Linked DNA regions of Mus musculus: region 1 is linked to region 2. Evidence: chromatin contacts called from public Hi-C data. All regions are on one chromosome and are shown on one strand. Each heading gives the region's core, a stretch centred on a gene start, on an enhancer-like site or on the middle of the called end of the contact. The rest is flanking DNA. Distances are from core to core; before and after follow the strand shown.

The links. Hi-C and Micro-C count contacts between places; a contact is called where the count stands out from the background.
Region 1: a Hi-C map of cerebellum shows a contact between it and region 2, with 2.3 times the contacts expected there. The contact joins two enhancer-like sites. A contact is called at or near these places in 4 of 484 Hi-C or Micro-C datasets (brain, cerebellar granule neurons and cerebellum) and 1 of 115 datasets of contacts at active chromatin or transcription factors (embryonic hindbrain).

What each region holds. Positions count from the first base shown.
Region 1 is chr13:117,938,503-117,942,666 of GRCm38.p6, forward strand. All of the region lies in intron 6 of Hcn1 (hyperpolarization activated cyclic nucleotide gated potassium channel 1), which reads left to right. Among named protein-coding and RNA genes, the nearest start is that of Gm3474, 18 kb to the right of the region's middle. Within about 2 kb of position 2,304, at least 10 of the 459 cell types and tissues checked have an H3K27ac peak or open chromatin away from gene starts, as enhancers often do. A contact at or near this core is called in cerebellum, where this site is marked.
Region 2 is chr13:117,657,130-117,660,970 of GRCm38.p6, forward strand. The region is part of intron 2 of Hcn1 (hyperpolarization activated cyclic nucleotide gated potassium channel 1); the gene reads left to right. Among named protein-coding and RNA genes, the nearest start is that of Hcn1, 57 kb to the left of the region's middle. Within about 2 kb of position 1,967, at least 27 of the 459 cell types and tissues checked have an H3K27ac peak or open chromatin away from gene starts, as enhancers often do. A contact at or near this core is called in cerebellum, where this site is marked.

The DNA.
Region 1 (4,164 bases), core at 1,054-3,553, 280 kb after region 2:
TTATTGTATCTGAATGCAAAATGCTAGGAATAGTTATGTATGACAGTGCAGAGCTGTGATCATTATTTTCACAGATAAACATTTTATGGTGTTAAAACAACTCTCAAATTTTAATGAATAACAGTGTACTTGTATACTTTTTCAATTTGTGCATAGCTGAATTTTCAACTCCAAAAATGCCTGCTTGTCTCTCTCTTACATGTATATGCTATTTAAAAACATCATTAGTATGAGTCATATAATTTCATCTCATACTTTTTGCTGATGCCTATCTTAAAACTCACTAAGTTTTAAATGTTGTTGCCCACTCCCCTAATTTTATATGCTGAATATCTAATCCTCAAATGATGATAGTTTATGACTTTGGGTTTTACACGATAAGGCTTCTATCTTTTCCATTGGGGATATGACAGTGGCACTCAGCCACCTGCCAGATGACCACTGGAATAATCTGAACATGTTGATATCTTGATCTCAGACTTCCAGCCTCCTATTAGAACTACATTTCTGTTGCACATGTTTTGCCCAGCATGTGGCTGTTGCTATAGCAGCTGAAGTAGAGGAAGATAGTAATAAGGAAAACAGCAAGATTCCTTCTAGATCCATTCTTGTTTTGTACCCCTATGCCTTGGCTCTCCAATCTAATTTCAGAGTCTCAGTATAGGTTTGCTTATAAAAATCTTGTGCTACCCGACAAATCCGTTCATCATCTGCCACAGTTGGGTGTGACTAATGAGCCAGCATTAGCAAAGTACTGGGAGTTCTTTGAATAAGTTATGAAAACTATTATTCTGTTGTGACATCTTGTTAAAGACATTATCCTGCTTCGCTCTGTTTATGGAATCCGAGGGAGAAAGTTAGGGAGAGATGTGCATCTGCAAAGGTAGTTTCCACACAGTCTTTAAGCCCAGCAGCTTCACTGAAGAGCTCAGGTCCAGACTTTACTTGTAATATACCACTGCCCCCTCTTACCTTTTAAATTCCACCCTTAATTACTAGAGCAAAGGGAGTCGTGTTGTAAAAAAATTTTAATCCCAGCCCGGGGTTTCTACTCTTTCTTTGATTATTTAGTTCCTGGACAGAAGACACACAAACAACTTTTATATTTACAATAAGCCATAAGCAGCACAAGAACTGGACAGATACTTACCCTCTATGCTGTTAGAATCGATTTTCCTATCGATAGCCCCAAGTTATTACTTACTATGTTTCATTTCAGCTTCTCTTAACTCCAATTGGCCAGACCTCAAGGCCATGTTTTTATGGCTTACCTAAGCCATGGCAGCTTCTCTCTCCTCCTCCAAAGACTTCTTTCCTCCTTGTTTTCCTCCAACCCCAAGCTGGAAATCCTAAACCCCACCTATCTCTTCTGCTCAGCTATTGGCTGTCAGCATCTTTATTTACCAATCAGAAAAAATTTGAAGCTAGGGTCACACAGGTCTACATCCAGATTCCAGGGCTTGGGAGCCTACACTTAGCATTTTAATTAACAACAAGACCAAACCTCAATATAGTTGAAATAATAATCATCCTTCAAGACACAAAGTTTAGATTTGGAAGCAATGAAAGAGTCTTTGTCTTTCTCAAAAGAACATTTTAATGTACAGAGTCATGCAGGTATACAAGACGCTCAGGTCTTTGACACTGTGTGGTATTTCAGTTTAACACATCCTTACAGAGATCTCTCATAAGTACATAAAGAAACACGGAGAGAGTATGTCTATGTGTATTTCTTAGGTTTTCTTTTTGGCTAATTTTCTTTGTTTTATTCTATTCTTGTTTGTTTTTATTTTATTGTTATTTTCGACACCTGTTTGTTTTCTAACAAAAAAAGAGAAATAAAGGGTGTGGCTTTGGGTGGGAGGGAAGGTTGGGAGGACCTAGGTTGGGGTTGGATGAGGGACAACCATGATCAGAATATACTGCATGAATATATATATATATATATATATATATATATATATATATATATATGATATATACATACATACATACACACACACACACACACACACACACACACATATATATATATATATATATATATATATATATATATATATATGTATATATATAAAGGAAGCACTACTTGTGATTAAAGCCCTGACTCAGAACTCTGCTGTTTGAGTAGGCTCATTTGGAAGGCCCTGCTGCTGCCCTGCCGAGCTGCACTGCTGGTGGACAGATGGCTGGTTTCTCACTGTGCCCTCATTTCAACTCCATCTCTGGCTGGCTTCTTTTCTGTGTGGCCTTCCACCTGTGCTGACAATAGATGGAGGCAGTTCATTATGGATCACCTTACATGTAACTCTTAGATTTAGACCTCACTGCACATTGGAAGGTCCAAATAGCTCTCACCTTGCATCAGCATCACCGGCTGACCTTGATTCGATATGCGTCACCTGTTGGAGGAGCTTCAGCACATTTTATTGGTTGATGCTTCCTCTCTCATGATATTCCAAATTAAATTACCAAAGTCTATATTTAGGACCTAATCTATAAAAAGATTACCAAGCAGCATGATGTGGCTGTATGCTCAGCATCCACAGAGCCAGGCTCGAGTCCCGGGGCCGTGGGGAGGAACTAAATGCATGTCTCTGAGCAATTTGTCTGAAGTCCAAGAGCTCAAGACTATATTCTGTAAAATGAGATTATTAAGTCAGACACCTCCTATGGTGACTTCAAGCTGAACAATTCATTGGAATGACATTTGCGGGGGGAGTAAATGTGCTTGGCCAACTCTTTAATTTTAGGTGTCTAAACATGTAAAATATTCCTAACTATACTTAAGTCCATGTTATTTTTTTTAAAGAGAATGTGCCTTATCTTTATCATTATTTAGGATGTTGAGTTTATGCCACTCATCTAGCATTTTTCACAAGAAGTCAGGTAAAATAAATAAAGATGGCTATGCTTTGAGGTTTCTTAAAATATGTTGAGAGGGAGCGGGATAATGAACATGGGCCTGGGTCTTAGAGAAGAGGAGGATGGTGTCTCCAAGACTCAGTTTCATATCTGTAAATTTGGATTAATCGTAATTCTCCCCACATTAGGTTTGCACAAGGAACTAGATAATTCAATATATCTAAAGCATTTAGAACAGTACATGGTTTCTAGTATGTCCTGTGTGTTAAGCATTAAATATGCGAAAGGGCCAATGTCATATAAAGCAAGATATATGCATGAGGACACTGCCAAGAGTTCATTGATTTGATGCTCATGTCAACTGAAAAATGTGTGCATTCTCCTGATTGTGTTTACCTAAACGTGGTAGCACTGAAACACAGCCTAAGTCAATGTGCACAGTCGAGGATGGGCTGTGTGGAAGGAATAAGTAATCTTAAAGGATTTTCAACTGAAATACAGCTTCAATCTTTTAAATTATATTCACTTCACTACATGCACATATAAACACACACACAAATATATATGAACTGATATTCTAGAGTTTTATGAAATCAATATTCTCTAAATAACTAGTCTTAAGGTTCCAGGTGTGATGCTAAATAATTTTATAAATATAATAGTATTTTACCATAATAAAAGATTTTGAAATTTTCAACATTAAAAAATGAAGAAATGCACAATGAGTTAGATGCAAACATAACATACAGTGTATATAATTACATGATGTCTCATTTCTTTGTAAAGCTTTTCTTTTTTGTGTGTTATTTAAAAAATTACTTAAAATATATAAGATTTCTTAATTATCAGTATTGAAAGAAATATAAGCATGGGAATATTTTTTAAATTACATTCCAAAATAATTATTCAATTGAAAATGAGGAGGGATTTAATTCATTATGTTGCATATTTTCTACAAAAAAAAATTAGTAAAAATGGATGGGCTTAGAGGCTGGTATTGACAGATTCATTAAGATCCCTGTCTTAAAATCCCAGGTATATTATATAAAATTATTAGCAATGCTATTGATTTATAGCAATTAAAAAACAAGGACACTTCACACATAAATGCCTCTCTCTCTCTCTCTCTCTCTCTCTCTCTCTCTCTCTCTCTCTCTCTCTCTCTCCCTTATTACTAAAGCAATCTACATTTTCTAATCTTAAGAATGCTAGTCAAATGTGTTTTTTTTTTACCTCTATTTATGGAAACACTTCATGCATGAACTTTCTTGTCTGGAAGTGTGAAATTGCCAACTAGGA
Region 2 (3,841 bases), core at 717-3,216:
TTTAAGAACAAATAATTTGCAGAGTTCTCCATTCTGATATTTAAGTGATTTTTTTATATCTCTGAATCATTTGAGCCAACTGAGAATAATTATCAAACATTCTATTGACTATATTTTATGCAAATACACTTTAACTGACATATTGTTATTCTAGTCACTGTGACTTTTCTTATGCCTTAGAAGATTCTGTTTAAGAAAAATATGTCATATATATCTTTGATAAAGATCTATAGGGTATTATTGGTAATCTACTATATTATCATGTATAAAAGATGCTAAAATATGTTTCTAACAATATTGGGATTTCAGTGACTTTACGTTTGAGGAAAATATATTGTCCTCTTGGTTATCTCTAAATTCTATAAATTTAGGTTTGAATTCAGCATACTAAATTTGTTCATTGTTTTGTCTCCCTACAGTTTTATTAGATTTTTCTCCCAATTAGTTCATTTCATAATAGTGAAAACACAGAATATGTAGGAAGGAAATAACTAACTAGGAAACACAAAGGAATCATTCCAATGATTCTAGCCAGTCAGACCTCGTTGCTGCTGAATAGGGCATCTGCTGTTCTTAGACAGTGGGTGGAATGGTGAAAGAGCCCTGCCAACTCAAGTTTCCAAAGGCCGGAGTTAAATATACCACCATCAAGCAAATGAGTACCTCTTTCCACAGCTAGTATATTTACTTTTTCTTTTCTTTTTTTTTTCTTTCTTTTTTTTGGCTTTTTTTCCTTCATAAGCACAGCCCTTTGTATTAATTATAAACTGGATTTGATTGTCTGCATAAGAATGAAAGTCAAAAGACCTCCAGAGTACTCAATGGAGCACTAATGAAAGCACTCCACTGATTCTAGATTATTGGTTTACTCCTACAGAAATGCTGGTTTATATTTTGTAGAATCCGTAAAATGGAAGTTTTGTTTGCTTTCTGGGCAGCTGTAGGAATGTTTTTGTGGAGGCTTGTCAACGACATTTTGGTTCACAGGATTTTAGGAAATGACACACAGTAATAAAACCCTGCACACAACACTGATGAAAGCCACAACATGGATCATTCTTAAAATATGAAACTGGAATATATTAAAAAATGAAGTCTACAGGAGAAACTGGATGCACTTGTAACCTTTCTGCATAGCGCGCGCACATAGAAATGAAAATCAATATTCACTTCTCGAAGCCCTTTCACGAATCTCAAAATACCAGTCCAAGATGATTTTTGATAATACCCCCAATTTCTATTGGGGGCCTTGACTTAACTGATGAGCAGTTTTTGATCTGTTGTGCAAATGAACTCCCTGAATCTTCTCTAAAAGCTGAGGAGATAGAGTCTATTGCTGTTATCAGATGACGACGGTGAAACACGTTATGGTTCCTTACCAGGTGTAAGCGGCTGGCAAGAGGTGGAGCTGGCAGGGGGTGGTGGTGATGGTGGTTGTGGTGGTGGTGGTGGTGGTGGTATTCCTGTCTTGGCAATCTGACTCCAGAGCCATGTTGTTAACCTGTAAAACTGTGCAGTTCTCACTGTGGCTTGTGCTTCTGTACACACTAAGCTCACCATTTGACAGCTTGTCTAAGGAGCTAAATGGTGATTTTCTTCCCGGAGCAAGTGCTCATCGTGACATCTTTGAACCAAACATTAACTCTTAAAGCAAGGCCACAATACCATTTTGACGAACAGTCAGTGAGAGAAAAGTCATGGATAGAGCTGCCCGGTCAATTAAAAATACAAGAGACAGTGTGACTATTTTTAATGGCTTTCGGCTTTAGCCCAGTTATCCCAGAGAATGGCAGCCGGATGAGCAGATGGCGTCCGATCAGATAAAGTGACAGAGCATGTGGTCAGAGAGGACACTCTTTAACACCGATATTTTCTGTTCCCGGCATGGTCACCAGTACCTAGATCTGCTCAGCACGACAGGATTTTTAAAGGTGCCCGTGATATCATTCAGAAACATCAGCTGTCTGACATCATCATTGTGAAATGCAATTTAATATGCACTTAGAGAGATTTGCTAACCACACACATTCAGGGCAGCGTTGTGAGTTGGCAAGATCTTTCTTATAAATAAATGACCTTGGTAATAAATGAATCAGAAGCTCATTTAGCTGAAGAATGTTTTCTTGGTTATATGATACACCCATATAATAATATATATCATGAATGTTTAATGACTGCTAGCAATATTCTTGCTGAAGACTAAGAAATGAAATCACACTAGATAATTTAATATAAATTCATTTATTCCACCTACAAATTTAAAACATAATCTCTCTGTCTCCCTGTCTGTCTCTGTCTCTGTCTCTGTCTCTGTCTCTCTCTTATACACACACACACACACACACACACACACACACACACACCCCAAAACCAAAACCAAAAGACAAACAAACAAAAGAACCCTTGAATGGCTCCCAAATTGGCACATCTCCACTTGACTCTTATAAATGCCATCAGGATGCATTTACAAGTAGAAATACAAGTTAATCATTAGAAGTAGCTGTATGAGCTGTTGGATTAAGACTGCAGAGGAAGATAAGAGTTCACCCACATGTCTTTGAGCTCGAGCGTTTTAGTACCAGGCTGGCTCATGCTAAATTCAGCATACTTGGGGAAGTCGCGTGTGAAGTCTGGAAGCTGCCACTGTTCTAAATGAATCATTCGCAATGAAAGCAGCTGCCTGCTATAGGGAACAGCGTTCAGCTTTAGAGATGCAGTTTTTCCACCCACAGCCTGGATTAGTTCAACTAAAATACAAGATGTTCCGAAACTAGATAAATTAGAGAAATCTTATGAATGAGATGCAGGAAGTTTAAAATTTACTCCCTATGGTCCAACAGTGCTACAGGTAAATGTGTAAAAGGAAATGTTTGGTGGGGATCATCAATTTATGAAATGTCCTGGGATTAATGTATAAAGGGTGAAGTTACACTCTTAAGTCAATTTGTAAGTTCAATGATTTATGGTGTAAACACCAAGCTCATTGAAACTAGGTTAAAGTTTTGTTATATGTTGTCTGGTGATATGAAAATCTGAAGAAATTTAGGTAAATTAGCCTAGAAAATTTTCCCTTAGTATAATCTTTCCATTGGGTATAAAATTTCAATAATTAGCATAACATAAATGGGTTCTTTTATTTTTGTTTTGAAAACTCATTCTTTTAATTAAGTGACATCACTTTTCTCATTTCAAGTATGCCAGACCTCCAGGTCTGATCTATGTTTTATAATCTAATACAGGGAAAACAATTCTATATGACCCTCCAAAAAGACACATATGGTGAGGAAATCCTTGAAAATTAAATGGAGCATTATTAACAATTTGTGACGATCACAAACCTCTAAAGAGATAAAGACCAGATTAAAAGCTTAGCAAACTGGGGATTATTCACTGTATAAAAGTAAAGGGTTCTCAAAACCTCAAGTGACCTGTCTGTTGACCTCAGTCTTTTTGTCAAAGGGAGATGGCCCTTGAACCTTTTTACAGTCTTATACAATATTAGTTGAAAGTATAAACATCACCTTGATTATGGTTACTATGTAGTGGGACTGCAATCCCAGAGCTACTTGGGATATTAAGACAGGAGGAAACCATGAGTTACAGGCCAGCCTTAGCAGTGTAGTAAAACCCCAACATAGAAATAACTGAATGACAAATAACATTTGATGAAAAATACTTTCTCTTATAGACTGTAGGCTTAAGTGTCCCAACTAAGCTGGGCATTCCTTCATGAGTGATGTAAAAGATGTAGTTCAATGCATGATTATTTAGTAACCACAACTCTCTGGTATACATCACACTTTATTTATTCCTCATTTCCTATCTCCCCTGCTTCTCTAGT